3 separate regions of the Bicyclus anynana genome follow, and regions 2 and 3 are each linked to region 1. The links are chromatin contacts, called in public Hi-C maps. All regions are on one chromosome and are shown on one strand. The core of a region is the stretch at or near the end of the contact, and the rest is flanking DNA. Distances in the headings are between cores, read along the strand shown. Region 1 holds the start of LOC112051921 (ataxin-1-like). Region 2 has its middle 24 kb from the start of LOC128198818. Region 3 overlaps LOC112051921 (ataxin-1-like).

What was found. A called contact is a pair of places that touch in the nucleus more often than the background predicts.
Region 2: a contact with region 1 is called in a Hi-C map of whole larva, with 4 times the contacts expected there. The contact joins the enhancer-like site here to the promoter of LOC112051921 in region 1. A contact is called at or near these places in 2 of 2 Hi-C or Micro-C datasets (whole body and whole larva).
Region 3: a Hi-C map of whole larva shows a contact between it and region 1, with 3 times the contacts expected there. The contact joins the enhancer-like site here to the promoter of LOC112051921 in region 1. A contact is called at or near these places in 2 of 2 Hi-C or Micro-C datasets (whole body and whole larva).

The regions. Positions count from the first base shown.
Region 1 is chr15:9,018,797-9,022,021 of ilBicAnyn1.1, forward strand. It overlaps LOC112051921 (ataxin-1-like), which reads right to left and starts at 1,667. Exons shown (of 4, transcript XM_024090778.2): 1 at 1,078-1,667.
Region 2 is chr15:9,077,329-9,080,553 of ilBicAnyn1.1, forward strand. No RefSeq gene overlaps it. Among protein-coding and RNA genes, the nearest start is that of LOC128198818, 24 kb to the left of the region's middle. Within about 2 kb of position 1,628, at least 8 of the 8 cell types and tissues checked have open chromatin away from gene starts, as enhancers often do.
Region 3 is chr15:8,969,686-8,972,910 of ilBicAnyn1.1, forward strand. It overlaps LOC112051921 (ataxin-1-like), which reads right to left. Exons shown (of 4, transcript XM_024090778.2): 2 at 1,676-2,061; 3 at 764-997. The coding sequence starts at 2,053. Among protein-coding and RNA genes, the nearest start is that of LOC112051916, 16 kb to the left of the region's middle. Within about 2 kb of position 1,751, at least 8 of the 8 cell types and tissues checked have open chromatin away from gene starts, as enhancers often do.

The sequences.
Region 1 (3,225 bases), core at 417-2,916:
ATCGACTATCACGCAAAATTGCGTACGTTAGAAGTTATGTCTGTTTTTAAATATCCACACATGATCTTTGGAATCATATTCTGAAATGATGCAAATTATCCAGAGCACAAAGGTAAGTTTGTGTATTGAATTCCTGCAAACTACTCAAGAGTAATAAGGATAATCCTCTAAGGATTGAGGGTATCCAACAATGGCTATACCACGATTGTCAGATCTAACATTGCATCATGAAATTATACAAATGGCACAAAGGTGTATCGAATTCTTGAAAACCACTAAAGAATGATAAGGATGATCCTTTAAGGGTATCACCAAACCACGATTGTTAGAATTATGATTGTTGAAGAACCAATCACATTTGAGACAAAAGAAATAGCTCCATCCGCTTCAGTACTACGTACAATATCACAATATTTTTGCGTCGGGTCTAGAAGTGGGAGACAAAGATCTTGGTACAAAACACATTTGGTATAAAAGGGTAGGTAACGCTGGCATATTACACTTTAGGAACTATTAGCGCTAGTGAAGAAGTTCTAAAGCTTTCGGTTTCTGAATGTGGCAGTCTAAATATTTTGTAACTAAGCTTTGTATTCATTCTACAGAAAATGGTTTGCAATAGGTATAGATAAAATTTAAAGGGTTATTTATTTAAACAATGATATCGCAAATTATTATTAACCGAATTTTAGCTTTCTGAGCAACAATGAATAATGGACAGTTTAGATTTCAGAACAGTCGCAGGATAAGGCTGAGCTGAAGGCATACTTATGGAGTGACAGGTAGAGACAATGTAGAGCCACGGCAGGCAGCAGGCGCCGAGAGTGTGGTCGACACGCTCGGATCAGATACAACCTAAATAAAGCGGGCCAGCAGGGAGTAGCCGTCTCGACTCTCGGACGGAACACGCACACACGCGGCCGGCACACACGCCCACGCCGCGCACACAGGCGCGCCTCACGCACACATTCGTCGCCAGACGAAAATAAAATCCACTCCTTATGCGCCATGCAAATAGGAAGCCGCCGGGACATAATAGCGTTACCCGGCTGATTGAGCGAGCAGTCAGCAGATCCTTACGTTTCGTGGCACTGTCGTTGGACGGTCACGGGCGCAGCATCTCAGGCCGCAGGTCACGACGCTCGGTCGGAGATCTCATCCGAGGCACCGTCTCAGAACTGGTTTTGCACGCACGCTCCTATGGAAAAGTACACGGGCGTGACGTCCACGAACATTCGGCACTCGCGATATCGCGGCTGTCTCACTGCGGTCACTCGGCAGGAAAATCAACGGGCGGAGATTAGCATGAATGATATCATGAGTCGTCACGAGAGGACGCAAATGAGGTGCGACGACGACGCGGGTCGCAACGCGACTGGCGGCGGCGGCACTACGGAGCTCCGTGCGTAGTGAGTGGCCGTGAGGCGCGGGGACGAGGAAACCCGGCGCGAGTACGGCGCGCCCGGCCGACCCACGCGAGGGGCCCGGGGGACACTCGGCCGCGGGGGGAGGGGCGCGGATTAATCACGTAGTAAGTATGCCCCCCGGGGCCGCGCGCCCGCGCCCGCCCCGCGCATAGAACCTGCGCGCACCGATACATGAATAAATACTAAATGCAACCGACGCTCGTCGTGCCAGACTGAAACCGGACACTTTGTCGAAGCTAAATGAATTCCTGGGTGAGCGTTGCCACCGAATCTTGGCTCGGGCGCCGTCGGCGGCGAGGCGCCGCACCTCCGCTCGCCACATCGACTTGTGATGCAATTCTGTAATCGCTTTAAGAAAGTTATCAATCGACTCTCGGAATTCAATGCCATACGCTTCCACTATCCGTTGGTTCTTTTATATAAAGTTTCATAATCTGTAACTGTAAAACTGTCTTACAATGTTGCATCCAACAGCCGAACGTTTAGTGAATCTGTGTATTCCGGTTAGGGTTTTTCCCAACCTAAGCTGCCGGTTCTAAGAACAAATCCGACATGTTACTTACAGTATGTGTAGGTACCTTAGCAAAATATTCCAAACATTAAAAGCTTACGTTACCATGTTTCTGACTTTTAATTAGGTTTAGCGGTAAAAACCACTCAAAGGCAAAGTTTACTTTCTTTAGAGAGGGACTGAGAAAGCGCTTTTATAAAAGCTATTTGTAAGCTGTAAAAAAGTTACAGCCCTTAAATTGCACCGCTCTCCGCGGATCAATTAGCCGATCAGAACCTCCAAAGTTACAACGGTCCTAAATATTGGCTGTTCAATAAACTTTGACGGCCTCCGTAGCGCAGTGGTATGCGCGGTGGATTTACACGACGGAGGTCCTGGGTTCGATCCCCAGCTGGGCAGATTGAGATTTTCTTAATTGGTCCAGGTCTGGCTAGTGGGAGGCTTCGGCCTTGGCTAGTTACCACTCCACCGACAAAGACGTACCGCCAAGCGATTTAGCGCTCCGGTACGATGTAGTGTAGAAACCGAAAGGGGTGTGGATTTTCATCCTCCTCCTAACAAGTTAGTCCGCTTCCATCTTAGATTGCACCATCACTTACCATCAGATGAGATTGTAGTCAAGGGCTAACTTGTAAAGAGTAAAAACAAACTATCTGGTTAATAAATGTAATTCTACCGCGAAACTTCTCTCGGAACATTTTAACCCTCAGAGAGAATTAGATTTTACGATTTTATCTACATAGAGTTTACTTTAGGCTTCGGCCCTGACTACCTACATATACCAGTAAATAGAGATGATAATATGATGTATAAATAAGAACCTGGCTAGAGAAATGACTTAATAGAAGCTTGAGTGACAATTTCTTCGATTATAGGCGGTATTAACATTCATTATTTATGTTATTATGGAGGGGGGTATCAGTTTTGATATAAATAAGAGGGTATTTGATGACTTGAGTTCAGTTGTTTGTTAGGCAGCGTTGACACCGTCACGCTGCCAGACGCGTTAGTGATTTTGTGCAATAATGTTTTGTGTTGTAATTATTGTTTATCATAAACTGTTTTGTGTGGGCATGGAGACCATGTCGAGCAGGGAAGGTGAACATTTTTGCGTTATGAAAGGATCCTTTAATCCTTCTCTCAAGGTCACAAGTCCTGGGACCTGCTCGAGGTATTTCCTCTACCACAAAATAATGGTACAATCACTGTAGCTGCTACCCGACATGACACACTTGTGTCTTGAAGAAACAACATTTTATTTTATCACTTTTCTCGCTCAAAAAATTCGTC
Region 2 (3,225 bases), core at 378-2,877, 58 kb after region 1:
TTCATTAAGAGAAAGTTTGAATTTTTTTAAAGGATTATAAATAAAGGTTTGTACCGTGGTGGTTTTGGAAAGTATAGAAGGTTGCAAGTTTCTAGCAGGTCCAGCCAGTCCAGGTTCCAGCAGGACGTAACATACCAAATTCACTTTGACGTATGTTAGTGAACATACCAAATTCTTAAGTCACGTGAATATTATCATTATTTATATTGTGCATTAAATAAATAATCACGTATTCACTATTTATTTAATGCTAACTGATCAAAATTCAGAATATAGGTAAAAATCACATTCGATGCATATTGACAACCCTTCTTTGATATCATACCTACTCATAGTAAAAGTAGGTGACTTTTCCCGGTTGAATTCATTCTTCATCTAAAATGTTTAATTTGACTCAGCTCAGTTCGTTTAAAATAAACTTTCATAGATAAAAGGAAAAAATGTAAAATAAACATTCATAGATAAATCGTTCTAGCACATAATTTAAATAATGTCGTAGCTTTGTTGTAATCTACGAGCTTAATTTAAATAAATCACTAGCTTTAAGCTCAAGAAATCAAAGCGAGTTCGTTTTAATTAGTCTTAATTAGAATTAATAAAGTTTTCCCTGTTTTCCTCCTGCAAGCGACATCTAAAGCTAAGTTACACGAGGCGAGTTTCTAGATTGCAAATCTGTACTTATACAGGACTCGTAGTGAGTAAGTAAAGATTTTGTTTCCAAAAATTTGTCGTTTGTGTTCTTCGCCTTTCATTGCGAATTCTAAAAATAACAAAAATATTTTTAGAGAAATGAAAAATTAAAAAATAATTCTTAATCGAAATCATAGTTACAGAAAAAAAATATGAAAAATCTTTTATATTATAATATATTAAAGTCAACAAAAATAATTAAAATTCACAGTTGTTAATAGATTTTTATTTGTGTTTTTTGTTGAAATAATTGTGCATTTTATAATGTAGACACTTCTATCTTCTATATTCTATGAAACTGTCAATCAAATTGAAATTGAACCAGACAACTGATTTTATTATTTAACTAGCGCCCGCGACTTCATCCGCGTGGAATTCAGTTTTTACAAATCGCATATATCAATCGGTAAAAAGTAGTAAAATGTAATAAACTAGTAAATCCAGAGTAAAATCTATTTCCATTCCAAATTTCAGCCAAATCGCTTCAGTAGCCGCAGCGTAAAGGAGGAACAAACATACACACTAACACACACACAAACTTTCGCCTTTATAATATTAGTGTGATTCGTGTAATAAAGGACAGTAATTAGGACATAACATAAACGGTTCATTAATCAAATCTGTTCCCAGCAATGTATGTAAGATGGTCGGTCTCCTTTATGTATTGAAAAGGCTCAGATGAATAGCATGTTTTTTTTTAATTTACCGGGGAATGCACAAAAATAAAACAAACAACAGCTAAACTGACCACTCGAAAGATTATCGCTCGCGCCTAATTAGTATCATTAATTTATCCGAGTCCTTAATAGCTTGTTAAGACAAGAATAGAATGACTAAGTAGGGCATGCGTGCGTCTTAAAATAGTATCGTAAGTAGTGCGAATCGTTGATAGTTATTAAGGAGGCGGCTCAGTCGCTAAACAAACGATTGTCGACAATTAGTCAATTATCGCGAGGCTGCCGCCGAGTGCCGCCAGCGCGGGCGCATAGTGGACGCCGCGTAGTGCGGTAGCGATCTAGTGATGTGCGGGATAGGAGCTATCGATGAATTATTATATATTTTGTAATCTTCATTATAATTTATCAGCCTTGTTAACAGCCCACTACAAGGCCCCGCTTTCTTCGTTACAGAAAGGATTATAAACTTAGACGTACCACCCTGCTTCGATGCGGATTGACTACGACTTAATGATAGTGATCAAGACCGATGGCTAAACGAGCTCGCTCTCCGAAGCCCGCGTTTGTAACACCACCAATTTCCCAACTACGGGCTGTGAATTTTAACTAAACAATACATAGAAGAAAGAAAATTTCCCGACCCAGTTTCGGACTCAGGACCGCGTGATCCACGTAGGCTAACAAATAGACTAATGAAGCAAATAACGTTATACTAACCGACGCCTGCGACTTCGTCCGTCCTTAGAACCCCTTAATCCGGCTCTTGCAAAACCTTTTCTTAGTGAACGTCTATTGACTATGTTATTAACTATCTCTTTGTTAAATAACAACTTTGTACGACGAGCGGTTTTCGAGATATTGTAACGAGTGACCTTTCGCTTTTATATAATATCACATAGATTTGCATTATCATCGATATAATGTATGTAAGCCTAGTTCTGTAGTGGACCATTTGTAAATAGGTTGATTATGTGAATGTATTAATTTTCTTACGTGTAAGTCTTTTTAGTGTAAATTCTCAGAGATTGAAAAATTTCGACGACGGAAAAAAGTTCAATTTGAAAAGACAAATGGGTATTTTATCGATACTACCAAATATTCCCAACACTAGTAGCCGAGGTGAGGTACAGTTGCTGTGTTACTGCACAGCGGCAAGGACATCGACCCCGGCAACCTTGAGGCTGGCAATTAATTTCAATCCACATCGAAACTCGCACAAAGAGCGGCTTGCGCACAACACTATACAATGCAAGTTGATGAATACATCACTAATTTGTGAACTGTTACGTGTCAACTGACTGCCCATTGACCTTATAGTGCTACAAAGTTACGCATTTACGTTTATTGACTACTGAGTGTAATTGTAAACTTTGTACCTACCTAAAAAGTAACAAACGTTTCTGAATTTTGATGATGAGATTATGTAATGATGAATTTTCTTATTTAGACCTAAGTTTTAGCTCTATAGATGTAATTAAAAAAGCATGTTTTAAAAAGTATCAATAGCAATACTTCAAATAATACTCCTCTACTCACTATTTCCGATGTTCAAAGCTAAAAACTCTGTATTATATTTTTAAATACTTTTTTGGCAATGTATAGTCTATTATGATTTTATTTTCTTTTTATTAGTTTTATAGTTATTACTATTGTATTGTAATTACTGTTTTTGCCAAAATAAAATTAAATAAATAAATTTTCCTTTTTAGGATTCCGTACTATTTAAGGAATGAAATGAATTAATTCCGTATTATAAAACGAAATTATGTTGGTCTGTCAATCGTCCAAACATAAATCATATATTTTTTATATTTTCCTCGGCATAACATAAGGAGTAATGTCCCTAGTCGCTCTTCGC
Region 3 (3,225 bases), core at 501-3,000, 49 kb before region 1:
AATGCCAACTTTAGGTTTTTAGAGAAATGAAAGAACACATCAGAACTGGTACGTCGATTCTCTTTCAGCGATCGCAAACGCTTCGAAAATTCAAAAATGATAGGAATAACATTTGCTATCGACAGGTGATCAAGTTGTCGATCGGATCTGTGATTTCCATACATGTTTGTAGTTTTCGAAGCGTTAGCGTTTGTAGAAAGAGAATCGACGTGCCACTACAGGCCCTGAGAGTCAGTCAGCGAGAGCTGAGAGGCATAGGTTTTAACCCTCATGTGATTGTTATGTCCTCAATAGCTCAATAGTAAAGGGGCTGGAAACACGTCAAGAGGTTGTGAGTTGTACCCACTCCTAACAAAGTCTTTTCCTACTAATTTGAGGGGATATATTTAAATGATGTGACTAATATTTTGTAACAAAATGTTTACTGCTGACAAGGAAAACCTTCAGATCTGACAGCCTTGTGATAGCCATTTCTAATTTTATACCTACTAATTCAAACCGAGCAAAAATACACCGCTTACCCCGTGGATTCATAACGAACTGGAGGAGGAATTTAACAATACAATGACCCTAGTGTAAAATTCCTGGAGAGGAGCAAAAACCCCTTATTGACGAATTTGGGCAGAATTTGTCCGATTTGCACGGACTAAACGACCTCCTCTTGACTCTGAAGCCAGCATGGTGCCGCGATGCATTTCTTTATAACAACTCTATTGTGTAATGCCAACCCTAGTTAAAAGCCTTGTGCCAGCCACTGGTTTACCTGTGAGCGGTTCCTATCGTATGTGAGGGTGAGCGCCAGCCGCTCCCCGCGCTCATCCAGCCGCAGCAGCGTGCACTGCGTCAGCGCCAACTCGCCGCTTCTCTCTGAACTCATCACGAAGTCTTCTGTGCGCATCTCTTCTACGCGCCGCAGGGTACCGTCTTCCAGTCGTATTAACGCGCCGCGACAGAAGTAGGGGGCCGGTGCGCCTCTTTCTGGCGATGGTGGAGGTTCCTGGAATATTATAATGATTGTTTAGACTAAAAACAATTATGTTAAGGGGTCCTAGTTAAAGCCTTGAAGTTCTGGGTTGGTTTTTGCTGTTTTGTCGTGTTTGCTAGCAGGCTTCGACTCTGCAAGGTTTGAATCGTCAATTAGGAAATATTTTTGAAGGAATTTTCAGTAGCAGCGTGGAGGCAGAAAGTGTTGTGTCAAACCAACATTTTAAAGGGTAGGGTACGTTAAACCTTAGATCCTGGTCATTATTACCTATTAACGTCTGAGAGTGAATGAAAAGGCAAATATTATCACCAAGCAATTGAATAACATGGTGGATCTAAGCTTTTGGAGCTTAGGTCCATCACGCCCCTAGATCCCCCTGTAATAAACGGATGGACAAGACCGTTTAATTCGAGACGGCCGCTGTTTGCCTGCGACAAACCCACCAGAAACCTACGTGGTCCAAGTGAATTTCGTCAACTTGAAATAAATCAAGCTATTTGTGAAAAAGCACGGTGGGAATCTTCCTCACAGTCATTGAAGAGGTTAGCAGTTGATGATAAACGTTTATCTGTAGATGTGCTTTTGGGACGCGTCACCAAGGTCGCCAACTCATATCGAAGCAGCGTGACTCCAAATCCACTCTCCCAAATGGATGAGTTCTGTAGTGGGCCAAGTGTAAGTTGTTCTTACCTCTCGCGGAGGAGGCTGGGGCGCCGCCGCCGGCACGGGCGGCGAGTGCGGGGAGTGCGGCGCGGGAGGCGGCGGCACGAAGCCCGACGACGGCCTCGGCCGGATAGGGTACGCGGACGGCTGCGGCGCGCGCGCTCGGTACAAGTAGCTCGCGTAGCTCGCGGGGTGCGGCAGGAAGGGGTACGTAGGAGGCACGGGCGCGAAGCTCGGCGCGGGCGGGGGCATGGGGTCGCGCGGGCGCCGTGGCGGGTAGCGCGGGTAGGGGCGCGGCGGCGGCGCCAGGAACTCCGGCGTCATGTTGGCCGGCGGGTACAGGTGGCTCAGCTGCAGCTGCCCCAGCTGGACCAGCGCCTCGCCGGGGAGGCTCGCCGAGATCATTGGACGAGCTGGAAAAAAAAAGAATATTATTAACATCAGTGTATTTTTAATGGACAATACAGGACTTTCCTCCTTAGAGGACATCATCAGCTTATTTTTAACGGACAATACAGGACTTTCCTCCTTAGAGGATATCATCAGCTTTTTTTAACGGACAATACAGGACTTCCCCTCCTTAGATGATATCAACAGCCTGTTTTTAACGGACATAATAAGACTTCCTCCCTTAGGGGATATCATCAGCCTATTTTTAACGAACAACACAGGAATTCCCTCCTTAGGGCATATCATCAGCCTATGTTTAACGGACAATACAGGGCTTCCCTTCTTACGGGATATCATCAGCCTATTTTAACGGCCCATTACAGGGCACCCTTCTTAGGAGATATAGAGCTTAGATCAGAAATTGTAGACATTGCAATACCGCTGCAATGTAGCTTGTCTGTCAGCTTTTTACCGGATATACTTCGGTGAGTGTGGGCAGAAACTTCACCATTTTTTTCCTCCTCCTTTCTACCACAAAAAAGCAAGACGCCGCGAACGGTGGCATCCTTACGGTGTGCATATTCAGGCAACTCGTATGAAACGATTAACTTTAAGTAGGTAAGTAATTTATGATAGAATTACTATAAGCAATACTCGTACTCGTATCATAGAAAAGGCTGAATTAAAACATTCACTACCCTATATGCTCAGTGTTCAAATAACATTTGTTACAGAAGCGCTCGATTACCATAAAACACTAATTAAATGTTAGTTTTTGTGGTAGCAACTCCACATCTGTGCGAGATCCTTGCGTGAGCCACTTTTGGTGATGAGATAAGAATGTGGAACAACGCTACGTCAACATTATAAATAGATTTTAGTCGTGTGCATAATATAACTTAGTAATTGGGTATACAAGATACGTGACGCGAATTCCGATCTTCCTATTGTTGTAAATAGTGCCTCGTAATATTTATTTTTAGTTAACTGAATGTACCGCTGTTTGTTTCTTGATAGTATTTAATTTTCTGGTACTAACAACAATTTTTTAAATCCTTTTTTTTAAGAATATTTGTTTGTATATTTTAGTCGGTAATGAGTGGGTACAACAATAGTCCAATGGGGCGGAGTTCGAACCACCACCCCTCGGTGATGAGTTCGATCGCTTTACCGTTGAGCTATTGAGG